Linked DNA regions of Macaca mulatta: region 2 is linked to region 1. Evidence: chromatin contacts called from public Hi-C data. All regions are on one chromosome and are shown on one strand. The core of a region is the stretch at or near the end of the contact, and the rest is flanking DNA. Distances in the headings are between cores, read along the strand shown. Region 1 holds the start of LOC144329913. Region 2 holds the start of TPM1 (tropomyosin 1).

Region 1 (7,522 bases), core at 2,822-5,321:
CCCGTCTCTACTAAAAATACAAAAAATTAGCCGGGCGTGATGGCGGGCGCCTGTAGTCCCAGCTACTCGGGAGGCTGAGGCAGGAGAATGGCGTGAACCCGGGAGGCGGAGCTTGCAGTGAGCCGAGATCCCGCCACTGCACTCCAGCCTGGGTGACAGAGGGAGACTCCGTCTCAAAAAAAAAAAAAAAAAAAAAAAAAAAAAAAAAAAAAAAAAAAAAATTAATTGAAAATTTCCAAAGAGATAAGAGGTTGCAATAGGAGGCATCAGAGAAGGTAAGCGTATTTCCCAGCCTTTTTTTCTAAATGGTTGCTGGCGAGTTTCTTATCCATTAACCAAACATTTTTAAACTTGTTTTCATATAGAAAAGCCTGCATGTTTGAACAAGCCAACCAATTTAAGTGTATATGGAAAAAGTTAATTACCTCTCCCTCCTCACTGCTAATCTTAAACAATGGTAAGTTTTGGGTGTCCTTATACATTTTTCTCCAAGGTCATACACATACAGCTTATTTTCTTAATCAGAAATACGGCCGGTCGCAGTGGCTCATGCAGTAATCACAGCACTTTGGGAGGCCGAGGCAGGTGGATCACCTGAGGTCAGGAGCTCAAGACCAGCCTGGCCAACATGGTGAAACCCGTCTCTACTAAAAATACAAAAATTAGCCAGGTGTGGTGGCGGGTGCCTGTAATCTCAGCTACTCGGGACACCTAGGCAGGAGAATCGCTTGAACCCAGGAGACAGAGGTTGCAGTGAGCCGAGATGGAGCCACTGCACTCCAGTCTGTGCTAACAAGTGAGCCTCCATCTAAAAAAAAAAAAAATTTTTTTTAATAAAATCAGAAATACGGTCATGCAACATATGATACTCTGCAACTAGCTTTTATTTTACATATTATTTTTAATATGTCATGCACAACCCTCACAAAATAATCCATTCTATGTATGTACCTCATTTTATTCATTTTACTAATGAACATTTGTTGCTTCTAGTTTATTTACTGCAAAAAATCCTACAACAAACACCCTTACACACAGATCCTTACAGGCCAATGTTTTTCTTAATGTAAAACAAGGTTGCAAATGTGGGATTGCTGGGTCACTTGGCAGGTGTGCTCCAAACTTTCACAGAAACCATCTGCTTTTCCTAAAGATTGTAACAATTCACACTTGTATCAATGGTCTGAGAATTCCCACCACCCCAACCCCAAACAGCAAGTATTACCAACCTTTTAAAAGATGTATCAATTGTATGGACAGGAAATAATACCTGTTTTTAAATTTGTATTTCTCTGTCCACTAGGGAAGTTGAGAAGAGATGCAATAATTTGCATCCCTTCTTCTGGGAATTGCCTGGTCACATCCTTTTCTCATCGTTCTATAATGTTGTATTTCAGTTACTATTTCATCACATTCTCATCTCCCCACCCTCTACCCCACCCTCACCCTGGCTACTAGATACACAAAGTACAAAAGTGTATCACCTCCTCGCAATACAATGTGTGGGCACTGTGAGGGCAGGGGATATCTTCTCAGCATAAAGTGCATGGTAAACCCTCAAAAACATTCACTGAATGAGTGAATAACAGACGTAGGGAATTATGTTTGTAAAAATTGCAGCTAAAAGAGTAAAAAGAAAATACAAATGTTCAATCCTTATTCTACATTTTCAGAACAGCATCAGTTTGACTGAAATTAAATTGTTGGTTAAGAGGAAAACAAAACCATGGTCTTGGCACTGTCTCTGAAACTCCACTGTGAAATGGGTGGCAAATGAGCCCAGTCCTAATTCATAGCTCTGGGCGACACATAAAGATTCTCAAGACTAAAGCATTTTGTACCCAACCTTGTCCACCAGCTGTCATTCAAATGGCACCTGCCCCTGAGCCACAGATTGTCAGGGTGGTCAGTACAAAAGAGAGGCCTACCTTAAGCACGTTATCACTCCCCCTCCTTCACCCTGACTTCTTTGCCTTTCTCCAGCTTATTGAGGAGGGGATGTGAGCCCTGCAGGGGAAATTTGACAGAGTTCAGATTCCCTAACTCTTTGAACTTTAGGGAAAACATCTGGTCATACCCTCCATTTATCCCTATTATTTGTAATAGTTATGTGTGGCTTATTATTTTAACTAGTCTCCCTATTAGATAAAAGTAATACGATTAAAAAGTTCTGGGGAAACTACTGTAATTAAAAAGGCACCAGTGGGTATGTTAAGCTATAATTCCAGGCCTGCTTATTATGTTTTCCTTCTTGTCTTTAAAAGTTTTGTACCTAATAAAAATAACTGAATTATTTAACTCTTTTTGAGTACTTCTTCTACTGGCCAACCACCACTCAGAATCACCAAGAAAACATTATGACTCAAAAGTTCTGGAGCAATAATGTCACAGATCACAAGTTGTAGACACTGTCTCAAGAGGCTGGACATGCCACACACATATCACAACACCACCTCACAGACTGGTAAACAGACAGGCAACTTCCCAAAACACATACTCGTTTTCTAACCTTTTTAAGTTACAAAATCTTAAAAGGAAAAAAAAATGCAAGAACTTTGGTCAAGTTATGAAGTTATGACAATAAGAATCAGGTTGGCTGGGCGCGGTGTCTCATGCCTATAATCCCAGCACTCTGAGAGGCTGAGGCAGGTGGATCACCTGAGGTCAGGAGTTTGAGACCAGCCTGGCCAACGTGGTGAAACCGTGTCTCTACTAAAAATACAAAAATTAGCTGGGCTTGGTGGTGCGTGCCTGTAATCCCAGCTACTTGGAAGGCTGAGGTGACAGAGCAAGATTCTCTCAAAAAAAAAAAAGGAATCAGGCAAGCGGCAACAAAACACAATTTATAACAATTCGTTGAGAGAGGCATAAAAAAATAGATAAATATTAAGGTAGTAAACTTGGGAATAAAGATTGGAGGGTTCACAATAAAGCTTCTCTTTTTTATTATGTAAGGTTTAACATGTATAAAATATATGTGGCATATATGTAGTTATAAAGCATAATGCTAAAATGCATAAATACATTTAGATGCATAGATTTTTTTTCTGAGAATAGTTGGTAAAAATGTATATTGTTCACCACCTGTAATCGTCCTTTACTACTCTAGAGAACCAATGATGTTCGAGGAGTGAAGGGTGAAGGAGGGGAAATCAAATTACTTTTGAGACAGAAAAGAAAGATACTGACTAGAAAATGACATACCCACCTCTTCCTAAACCCTAACTTCACTTAAAAATACTCTAGGGAACAGTGTTTGGAAAAACCTGAATGAGTCAGCAGTAGGTGAGTTCAAAACACATATATAGCCTATGCCTGTACAGAATATCCCTGGTAACTCATTCAACAGGGTCACGCTGTTAAAAAGTTCGCTTTCTCTTTCGAGGTAGAAGCCCCACATCAATGCCAAAAAGAGAGACCCTCTAATACTCTTTGGAAACTCCCTGATAACTTGAATGGGTACAAAGGCAGAAAGAAACCAGTGGCTTCACCAATCTGAAGAGACCTGTTTCTATGATTAAGGTACTCCCTCTAAGACTGGAAACTTAAAACGGATGGAGGCTTTCTGCAACTGACTTCTCTTCTAAATTAGCTATGCTAATTTTGGAAAAATGTATCTTGGGTTCTGGGTGTTTTCCACTATTCTAGTGCTCAATGGAAAAAAAAAAAATCATTCGTGTAGGCATCCCTCTTCTCTGAAGGCCACTTGTCACACCCACCACCATCCTCTGATTTTGCATAGAGGTCCCAAATAAGCAATCAAGGTAGATAAAATCTTGGCTGACATTCATATCGGAGACATTTTTGCAGGCGCTTCATGAAATGAATCAGGGAAAGAGCTGCCTAACACCTAACATCTCCAGGCACATCTCCCACAGGAGAGCCTCTCCCCTCCCTCTGCACACTTAACCCCCAACCCCAGAGGTTTCTGTGGTCCCTTCTAGCCTCCTCAATGATGAAGACCCCAAGTGCGGACACGGCCTTAATACTATGACATCATTTCGGTAACACGCCAAGGAGAACACGTTCCTGCAGTTGGCTGCGTGTAGGTCAGCAAACACGCCCGTGCCCTGCCCCTTCACAAAGCAGAGGTCACAGTCTATTTCAAAAGTAAAGATTCCCCACTCCCGCTTCCCCCTCCCTCCGGAGAGGTCGCTGCCTCCACGCTCTGGAGAAGGGACGTCAGCATGCAACCTGACAATGCCACAACTCAACACACGCAGGTACTATTAGAAGGAATAGTAAGTGGTACTTACAGTACCAGGGCAATTTACGTGTATTTTGGGGTCCACTTCTCCAGGACATCATCCCTACCCAACAACACCAACACTTCAGTTCATTCCTCTCTCATCTTCTGGAAAGACAGAAGTTTTCACTATGAGACACAGGAATTCTGGCCTAAGTTGTCCCAGTCCTTCACGGACAGCAAGAATCCAAGTTTCCCCACGCGTCACCTGAAGCCCCAACTTCTGGAAACGCCCTCCTTTCCTCGCCTCCACGAGCTGCGAGAGCAGAACATGCAGCCGCGGGCGCTACTGCTGTCGCCGCCAAAGTCAAGGAGGCGACTGGAAGCTCAGGCTGGTCGGCGGCCTCGGGGCGACCACAGGCAAGGCCCTGATCCCGATCCACGAACCAAGGCGCCTCATCTCCCCCAGGGAGTGAGCTCCCGCGCCCCTCGGAGTACCCAGGCGAGCCCGGGCGCCGGGAGAACGCTCTGCACTCAGCGCCCAGCCCCGGGACGCCGCCAAGCGCACGGCTCCGGCTGAGCGCCCGGGCAGCGGTAGGTGCGGGAAAGAGGGGCGTGTTCCCTGAGACTCCGAGCCCCAAGGCCGGGTCCAGGCGGGACAGGGGAAGGCGGCAAGCCGAGCACGCTGTCCGTGACGACGGCTCTCGGCCCCAAGCCCCGCCGGCTGGCGTGGCGACGCGCTGTAGCCCGCGCGCCCTTGCAGGGACAGCAGCCGTGAGCGCCTTGCGCGGCCGCCTCCGCGCCTGCCTCGGCGCGCAAACTTTCCCAGCGATAACCGCTCAGGCCTCTCCGACGGGGGCGCGGCCCTCTCCCCGGGGCCCAGAAACGGCTTGCCCCCTCCCCTCCGCAGCTAAAACCCACTGAAAATATGGCGCCCTCGAAAGTCGTTCCTTGGTCCCATCAGAGATCCCGAAATACTCGTTTCCAGGTCCCTCCAGCTTCCAATGGGTGCAAAATTTCAGCTCGTGGGACCGAGGAAGGAGAGGGAGCAGCTGAGTCTGTGTGAGGCCAGCAGCACTGGATGCAAAGCCTGTCCCTGCTTTCGGCCCGGCACTGCCCCCGTCGCTCAGCGGCCAGCAGTTCGCCCGTGGCGAGACTGCCAAGTAAGACAGTCGTGGGATCGGCAGGTCTGAGTGTCCGGCACTGGAGAAGGAACTCCGCACTGGAGGGCTGTCTTAGCCCAGAGCCTCGGCGGGAGACTTGTTTGCGAAGTGGCGCTGGAGTCCCGGCGGCCAGTGCTGGAATGAAGCCGCTCCGCCCGCGCCAACTCTCCTGGCGCGGGGGCCCGGCCGGGGTCGAGGGGACACTCTATGCAGGCGGGGCCGTTTTTCAAAGCCCAGTTACCGGAAACCCAGCGAGAGCCCCGGAGGGGACCGGCTGCCCACGGCCAGGAATCCGCTCTCTGGCGCCGGCTGCGAAGCTGTTTGCAAACCGCTGCGCCCGGGTCCAGTGCAGTTAAACATACATGTGCAATAGACAGGTGCATTAATATCATTTTATTTTTATTTTCCTGCAAGAAGCCCTCCTAGACCATCAAATCTGGGAGCTTTACGGGTTTTTCCTGCATTGGCATCACTCACGAGAAGCAAAAGGGAGGAAAAAAAAAACACCCACATTTTCCTTCTGGAGAGGGGAGGGAAAAGATACGAGAAATTCATGCAACGTGCATGCAGCTGGAGGAAGAGGAAAACCCGAGTGAGCCGTGCGCCTTACCGGGGGATGCATTTACTGTCTCATTGCAGAGCGCCTGCCCGGGAGTGCAGCCCGCGTCCCCCCGCGCGCAGGGCGACCACTCCGCTCCCGCAGCCGCCTCAGCCACTGCCGCCGCCGCTGGCTCCGGGCGCGGAACAAGAGCCGAGGGCGAGCGCGAGCGCACTGCCCGCGAGCGCTGGGAGGGCAGGAAGCGCGTCATCATTCGGGGACGGCGCGGCTCCGGTCCGGCCGCTGCGCCGCGCTGCATCGGGGGTGGGCCGCCACCCAGGCTCTGGCGCCCCTGCTGGGTCTCTCCTCGCGTGGGGTGATGCTGAAAGGGTCCGTGAGGGAAGGCGATGCACAGGCCGAGCTGTCACGTGGAAGGGAGGCTCGGGGTGACCCCGGCTTCCCAGAACTGGGGCTCTGCTGTGTAAAGGGGATGACTGGAGGACCCAGCGTCTTGTGGGCTGGGGCCCCTAGGTCTGCAGAGTGCCCTCTCGGGACCAGTGGCCAGGTCCTGGGGGAAGCGAGGTGTGGCTGACTGGAGGGCCGTGGCGGGCGGTGGGGTCTTGCTGCGAAGCGGAGGGCCGTGACCCCAGGCGAGCCTGCTCCTTTCAGTACAAGGATCCTGAAACCTTGCTAGTCAGGGGTCACTTAGGAATTTAGAGAACGACTATAGGGATGAGTGGCGGAAGGGGTGTGCTCTATTGACAAGGAGAAAATAATTCACTCCTGTTTGCCATGCCCTGAATAAAGTCAGTTATATACCTCTTACATTTACAGTCATTATTAGTAACTACTGTAAATACCGTGGAACAATGTGAAGGTTATTCAAGGGGGTGAGGAGACAAAACACTATGTACCATATGGTCCCATTTTTTAAAACTGTGATTTCTAGAGAAAGGCAGAAAAGACTGGATAAAGAAACACCAATAAATCTCTCAGTAATTGGTGGAATTGTGAGTAATTTTACTTTTTTATTTATCTGTAAGGGACACATTAGTAATTCAAAAAAAAAGAAAGAAAACAAGAAAAGAATTAGCCATGACCCCTTTACTCCTAGCACTTTGGGAGGCCAAATCAGGAAGATATCAAGCCCAAGGAGTTTAAGATTGGCCTGGGCAATACAGCGAGACCCTATCTCCAAAAAAAATTTAAATTAGCCGGCTGTGGGGGTGCATGCCTGTAGTCCCAGCTACTGGGGAGAATGGTGGGAGGATCACTTGAGCCCAGGAGCTTGGGGGCTGCAGTGAGCGGTGACTGTACCACAGCACTCTGGCCTGGATGACAGAGTGGGACCCTGTCTCAAAAACGAAAGACGACATTATTTCCATCCCAATACAGAATGACCAGGAAATAGGTAGCAAATCTCTTCAGTTACTCAAATGAAACTGCTGGCAACTTTTTAGTGTTTCTCAGAGAAAGAAACTGCTGTCACCATAAACCAGAGAGTGAATTGATTTTGTAAATTGAAATGATTTTGAATAAGTCCATTGGGACATTGGATAAGGCTGGACACTCTGTGAGAACAATACCCTGTCCTTATCCAGGCCGATGAACCGGGTTGTATCATAACAGCACAGA
Region 2 (7,522 bases), core at 2,091-4,590, 660 kb before region 1:
TGGTGTTTTCACAATGAAGAAATCACCTAACGACACATGTCTCAGACTTTATCCCCCTTCGTTAATCAACAAATGACTGTATAGCATTTCTTCACTAACTTCTTCAATATTCCTACGGGCTCCAAACTCCAGACAACCTAAAGTGTCCTAAAAGGGAATGTGATCAATACACTACCAAAAAAACCATATATACCAGATTTAGGGGCAGTTCCCCAGTGGGAAAAATAAGCAAAACAAGATCCAAGAAGGTCCCTCCCCTGCTGCTTCCCACACCAGCTGACTTTAAATAACTTCTTTTCCATTTCTGCCCCACCCCATTCCAGTGCTCCCTTCAACAAGACTTTTCAATAAAGACATGTTAGCACTGCATAGTTATAATAATTATTAACCTTTTTTTTTTTTTTTTTTTTTTTTAAGAATTGTAGTAACCTTTTTCTCCCTCTTTTGCCTTCAGTCTTACTGGGCTATTTTCAAATTCTCTGCATTCTTTTCCTTATAAGGACTATCTTTCCTTGATCTATCAGCAGCTCTTTTGAAAAAGCTAAATAAACGTCCTGCTGGAGAATTTGCGGGAGGCAGGCATCTTTCATTTAGCCATATATAGAGCAGGCATCTGATCTGCATTATACAAAGTAGGCTCAGAGTTATATATGGTTTTTGGCTCTTTTTCCAAAGCCAGGTAGTTTATAATTTAAATGTTTTAGCGAAATCAGTGCTTCCCCCAAATCCCCTTTCCAGGAACCTTTTCACTGAAAATTTCTTTTTGTCAGATTCTAAATGTCCTCTCTGGATTTCTCATTTACAAAGCACACCTGGACATACATCTCAAGCCTTTCATTCTACAAAGGCCTTTACTAATTTCAAGACCTGAGACCCTTCAGTTATTTGCATGTTACTTTCATATAAAAAAGTCTGCTGTTGCCCTTGGTGTTTCAACTGCTGGCATAGCTTTCCCTGTGCTCACGCATTCTTGGAATTGTTACCAACTTCCCAAGGAATTCTTTTCTAATTGGGCCTCTAGGCTTAATTAGCTTTTAGCATGGAATCCAATGGTGTGAAAAGAAATTGGTCCTTTGGCTTGACTTTCTGAGGCAGAAGAGGCAAGCCCTCAATTAAAAAGCTTCCAAAGGGCAGTGGACAAAGAGCTTAGGAGGGCCTTAGCTGTGTGCATCACCCCTGCAACTATGTGGCGGTTGTCAAAAGGCTGACAGGTGGGGGCGGGGCCAGCAGGAGGGGCAGGGGGCAGCTAGCTCACTATACCATATAAAGCACTGAGCTATATATAACTCACAGCTTACTTTCTGGACCTAGTGCCTTCAGACTGCAGACCCAAGCAAGTATCATCTTCCCAGGCAGATCTTAAGGGGTGGATTAAGGCTTACGCTAGTGAGAAAGGAAGCCTCAAAGTGTCTCTGTGCCTCACCATGAAGTGCAACCTTCTAAGTAAAAGTACCATTGTGTCATTTCTTTCATTTAGAGGCCAGGTTCTCTGAGCCCTGACTAGACCCACCACCAAAATCCAGAACTTCCCACCCACTGGAGAGGGCAAAAGGAAAGAAAGTGAAGAAAACCTGGCATTCTCTCCACAAAGCTTGGTGACGACATCTCAGGGTTTTCTGCCACCAGGGAAGTGAAGTTCACCTCCAGAGTCCAATTTCAGCTGCTCTATTCTCCCAGCCTCTCATCTACCCACCTCCACCCCCAGGGAGGTAAAGGAAAGGAGAAGAAGAGAGGAGTGGATGAAATATAAATGAATGTGTGCAGTAGCAGTCAGAGGCGGCATCCAATGCTCTGGGCCATGGCAGGGCTGTGTGCAGGTGTCCCGCAGGAGAAGGTAACCTTCCTCCATTGCTCTCCAGCCCTGTGGTGACCGCAGAGTGGCCACGCAGGCAAGAGGTGAGGGAAGCAGTGTGAGCGTGCACTTACGTCGGTGGCCTTTTTCTCTGCCAGCTCCAGCTTCTCCTGGGCATCTTTGAGAGCCTCAGAGTATTTGTCCAGTTCATCTTCGGTGCCCTTGAGTTTCTTTTGCAGTGACACCAGCTCATCTTCCAGCTGGGATTTGGCCAGGGGGTACGGGGAGGGAGGGGGGTGCAGCAGGCAGCGTGATCCCGAAGGGGAGGGGTGTGGGTGCACAGAACCAGAAGGACAGGGACAGCGGGAGAGACAGAGGGAAAGACAGGGAGAGAGAGAGAGAGAAAGAGAAAGAGTTAGCCATTCGTGCGCCACGCTGTGCCGCGCGCCCCGGGTACCTTGGCGGCGGCCTCCTCGGCGGCCAGGAGGCTGTCCTCCGCCTTGTGCAGCTCCTCCAGCACCCGGTCCCGCTCGTCCTCCGACACCCGCAGCAACTTCTCCTTGGCCGCGATGTCCTCCTCGAGCTGGGGGCAGCGGCGGGCGGGCGCGGGCGGCCGGCACGGACCGGGTGTTAGACACACACAACACACGGGCATCGGGTTGACTGGGGCCCCTGGGGCTCGGGGCACCGCCGCCGAGATGGAGTGCAAGGGACCCAAGGTAACTTTCTCTTTACCCGAGCTGGAACCGCTCCAGGGCTCACCCCGCACACCCACCTGCCCTGGGAGGAGACTTCTGCCGAGGTCTCAGCGGGCTCAAGTCCACTACTTGGGGACACAGAAGAACGCCACTGCTGGCCTGGCTTTCGGGCTGTAGCCTCCATTCCGTCCCATCTTTGTTCTTTGGTAACAACTCCACGACTCCCCTTTCCTCCCCAAGTTTAACGTTCCTTTCTCCCCAGTCAAAAGTCAAATAACTTATAACACTTGAATTACTCGACACCCTTTCTCCATCCCGCGCCCTTCCTTCAAACGTCCCCAGGAACCGGGTGTCCTCCTCCCTGCCCCAAACTGATTCCCAGTCCTGAGAATAAAGCGCCTCTAGGACTTGACTTCGCGGGTCATGGGAACCAGAGAAGGGAAATAAGCGTCCTCAGATCAGACTACAAAGTTAGACTAAGCCTGGCTTTTGCATTTCCCTTCCTTCTTTCCAGACGCGCGCCCTGGCCGCCCTGGGTGGTGGTGGGGGTAGGGTGGTATCTCCCCGAGTCCTCGGGGTGGGGATCCAGCCGGGGGTGCCAGGCTCGGGTCCCCGCACTCGGGGCGCGGGTTCAGGGCCGGGGAGGCGCAGACCTGCTTGCTCCTGTCTTCCGCCGCCTTCTTGTCGGCCTCCGCCTGCTCAGCTCGATCCAAGGCGTTCTCCTTGTCGAGCTTCAGCATCTGCATCTTCTTCTTGATGGCGTCCATGGTGGCGGCTGCGAGGGGCCCTGGGGCTGCGGCAGGAGCGGCGGGGCGAGCGCGCGATCGGGCGGAGGAGCGGGAGTGCGAGCGCGGAGCCGCCTGCTGCTCCCAGATATGTACTTTCCCAAGGGGGCGACCGCATTCCTCAAGACAGCCAATACTTTTTTGGAAAAGCTTTTTTCTCCTGCCCCCCTTCCTCCTCTCCTCCCTCCGCCCCGTGCCCCCTCCCCGCTCCTCCCGCGGGGGCTGCTCGCCCATTCGCTGCCGGCCGCCGGCCTCCCAGTTGACGGTGTATATGACTATATATGGGGACCCGAGCAGCCGAGTCGGCTGCCGAGCAAGGCCGCCCTGTTTCTAAACCTGCGCGCCAGGGAGAGGGCGTTGGGGCCGAGCCGAGGCTAAGGCGCAACCCTCTTCCCTCCGCGCCCCCTTCTCTCAGGGCCGACACCCCGCCATTTGGATCCCCAGCCGAGCCCGCTGTGAGCCGCCGGAGGCTGGGAGAGCGCGGGCCAAGTGGTGGATGCGCGTCGCCCCCCTGGGCCGTCCCCCGGCGCGCTGAGCCAAAGGCCGGGAGGCTTCCCAGCCGTGCCGCACCCCGCGTCAGGGCCGGTGCGCTCTCGGCACCCGCCAGCGCCTCCCAGGCAGCTCTCAGCCAGCCAGGTGTCATCCTGGGCGCTCACGCTCTGGAAACTCAACTGAAACAGAGAAAGGGAGAACGTGGGAGAAAGCCTGGGGCGGCTTCTGAGACTTTCTCTGCGGGCGCGGGTCAGAAAGGCAGGGGGCGGCACAGCGACAGCACACGGAGTCTTGTTTTCTGCGTGCCCTTTCCCCCAGCGGAGGTGACAGTCAAATACTTTAGGGACACAGGACTCAGTGGCGTACTTCTGTGCTTGCTGTGCGGTGCCTCCAAAAAGGTGTACGTGTGTACGTGTGTACGTGTGTGTGTGCGGGTGGCAGTTTAAGGGGAAAGAACATTGAGTTTAGACTCACGCAACTTGGTCTGTGGTCTCTACTCTGCCACCAGCAACTGTGTGAACTTGTTTGCTGCCCGCGGCTTTCTCAACTTTAAATCTAGGGTGTAGATGATCTCCGAGGTCCCTCCAGATCTAACTTGTTATAATTTTTCTTGCACTGATTTTAGGGAGTCGGCCTTTCCATGTTAGATGCTTAGGTGCCAGGTTTCGGAAAACGTGGGATCGGCGTTATCCCGGCTAAGTCATTGCATCCGCAGCCGCAATTCTGAGGAGGGAGCAGGCCCGGCTTTGCCATGTGAGCTGTGCTTGGAAGCGGGAGGATTTTTCCCCCAACACTTCTTATTTTGAACTCTACTGCTCCCATCCCCCAAGGGGGAAAGCCTGCTTTTTTTCAGAGCTTCAGTGGGAGGGGAGGAGAGAGGGCTGCCCCCAAGCCCTGAGCTCAGCTGAGGCACGGTTGGTGAGGGTCTTGTTAACAGTCCCCACAGAATAATTCACAGTCTGTACTGCATGGTTACCGAATATTCCCCGGACGGTATCTGAGCAGATTAGGCAGGCCAAACAACTTGTAAGTCCTTCAGAGAATGATCAAGTTCCTCTCCAGGATTTTATCGGGTCTCTTCCACTAACCCAACTGCCCAGGAGGGAAAAGATACACTGACACTGACCTAACGGTCAGAACATTAGAGCTGTGTGCATAGGGGCTGCATGGCACAGAAATTGACCACAGCCCTTTAATCACAGTACGTCAACCCAGCCACCGGAACAGTGACAAAGTTCCCGGCATGTGGACAATATCCAGATGCGTGGACTCCAGGGAGCTGACTCCCCATGTTGGAGCTCAGCAGAGGAGGCAAGAATAGGGAGTTAGGAGTCAGTTTCAAGGATCCAAACCTGGCCTGGTCACTTCCTTGCAGTGTGACCTTAGCCATGTTACAATCTCTCTAAGCCTTTTTTGTCACTTATAAAAAGAGGCAACTGAACTAGAGAAGCTCCTTGCGGGACCACACGTTACTGACTTCTTTTCTCACTGTGCCATATGTAGCCAAGGAACTCATTAACGTTTCCTTAAATGAAATCATGCTACAAGCAACTTTTTAAACATGCGATTATTGAGTACCTGCTATATACTAGGCAGGTACTAGGCTCTGGAATCCAAAGAATGAGTAGCACAGGTCTATGTCCTCCAGGTGTTTGGCTTGAGCAGGGTATAAGAATTCACAGGAGGAAGAAATAGAAATGACTAGGTCAGAGCAGATGAGAAAAGCTTCTCTGAAAAGGTGGTGTGGTTTTTAAACTGATTTCAAAGGAAGGGTAGCAGTTAGCTAGAGAGGAGGGCCATTGTATGAGTCAAGGAAAGAAAAAGGAATGTTTTGTGGTGGTTGGACAGTAGGATTTTGGGGGTGAGTGGGGACATGAGACAAAAGGAAGGTTGGGGCGGTATGATAAAGGGCCTTGAATTCCAGATTCAGACATTCAGACCTTATTGTGTAGTTTAAAGCCATCTCTTCTCTTCTTTTCACCTCTTCCTCTCCCAGACTCCCTCACCTACGGCTATATTCAGAGGTTGAAGCGTCGGGCAGGAAATGCCATGTGTAAAGGTGATTAAGGTTATTCACAATTTTTTAGGCTTTCTCCCCAGTCAATTTCTTGGCAGCATTGTACATCCCACCAAGTTAAGTTGGCTGTGGCCATTTGACTTGCTTTGGCCAAGGAAATGTGAGCAGAAATGACTTATGCTGGATACTTAGTTAGTCCACGTCTAACCATGTTCATTTTTCAAGACTGTGGCTGCTCTATCATTGTGGGTTTTCAAGGGGCTCCCTCTTTCCCCCCAACTAACCCTTGGTGGACATGTAGTGAGAACAAGATATAAATATTTGTTATTTTAGGACACTGAGATTGGGGGTTATTTGTTACTGAAGCATCACTAGCTTCTCCTGACTAATACAGCACAATAGGCATGCATCAGCTAAGTTATGAAAAAGCAGAGAAGTGATTATAGAGAAAGAATGAAGCAGGCATATCAAGATAAACAGAAGCACCATTTAGAGAAAGAGATTGGGAGAATATGACCAAATTTCAGTTCCAGGGGTCCTTATAATAACCCCCTGTATTTCCTGAGGTTACATGAGAGGGTCTATATTCCTTGACAGTAAAAAGCTTACCAAATCATGGTGGCATGAGAGCCTGCAGAACATTCTTGGCCCAGAGGCTCTATGTGAACACCACGAACATGCTTGGAATTTCCCGATTTCTCCAATGTTTGGTATTCAGTCATTTCTCAATGAATGTTTGTTGAATGATTTTTTTTTTTTTTTATGACTGACAAGTCCAACTTTCTTATTGACTTATAGGTAAGTCTGGGAAGGTAAAGTAACAAATCTAGGTTCAAAAGATCTTGTTTCCATTCAAAATATGGGCTGTGTGTTTTATTTCATGAAGAATGAATATAAGTATCGTGATAGGGTAAGACAAATGTCTCCAAATATTTATTGGACACCTTTTGTGTGCAAGACATTTAGGGCTTATGGGATCCAGGGAAGTAGACAAAAGATATGGATCTTTTTGTGTAGGAAAAGTGTCTATGCATGATGCAGGGAGAACCCTCTCTTTGGGAGTCATTTAATGGGTATTTCCCATGGCATGACCATTAGCCCAGTTGGTCACCTGGGGCCCCCTATAGTTCTGAGGATCACATATCTCAGGTTTTCTAGGAAACCTTTAATATTAAATATACTGTCTTTTCCTTCCATAAAAGCACTTGTGTCATACTACATTTTTCAATATTTGGTTACAGAGGAGAGTCAACATGAGCATCGTTTCCCAATGTGACACCTTTGACAGGAATGCTCACTTGTATATGTACATTAGGGTTTGTTTGTTTGAAAAAAACAGAATGGAAACCTCATTACCTGATAGTCACACCTTGTTTAACAGCAATAGCCCTGCCCGTGTACTGTGACTCCCCCAGAATCAACAGTGCTGACTGAAGCAATTAAGGGAAAGTGAAGAATCTATAATTAAACTGAGAGACGATTGCTTCTTCCACTGGGTTTTGGAATGCAGTGTTTTATGCTCACGGCTCAGTGTCCCCGGAACAAGACACGGCATGCTCTCCTCATACACTGGGAAGTTTTGTTTCCCAGGGGTTTGTGATGCTACCATCAAGGCCTCACAGAAAATATGCTATGTTTCCTGGGGCTGGGGGGTGGGGCTGGTGTGGAGCTCTGAGAAAGGTCTTTAGGCCATTTTCAAGGCTTGCCTGCCTTTATTGTTTAGTAACACACAGCTGGT

What was found. A called contact is a pair of places that touch in the nucleus more often than the background predicts.
Region 2: a Hi-C map of fetal cortex germinal zone shows a contact between it and region 1, with 4 times the contacts expected there. The contact joins the promoter of TPM1 here to the promoter of LOC144329913 in region 1. A contact is called at or near these places in 2 of 14 Hi-C or Micro-C datasets (fetal cortex germinal zone and fetal cortical plate).

Annotation. Positions count from the first base shown.
Region 1 is chr7:39,727,211-39,734,732 of T2T-MMU8v2.0, reverse strand. LOC144329913 reads left to right here and starts at 4,071. Exons shown (of 1, transcript XM_077939531.1): 1 at 4,071-6,965. The coding sequence starts at 4,188. The coding sequence ends at 4,766. It overlaps TLN2 (talin 2), which reads right to left and starts at 6,095. Exons shown (of 60, transcript XM_077939530.1): 1 at 5,960-6,095.
Region 2 is chr7:40,384,321-40,391,842 of T2T-MMU8v2.0, reverse strand. TPM1 (tropomyosin 1) reads right to left here and starts at 3,340. Exons shown (of 9, transcript XR_013395649.1): 1 at 3,144-3,340; 2 at 1,927-2,052.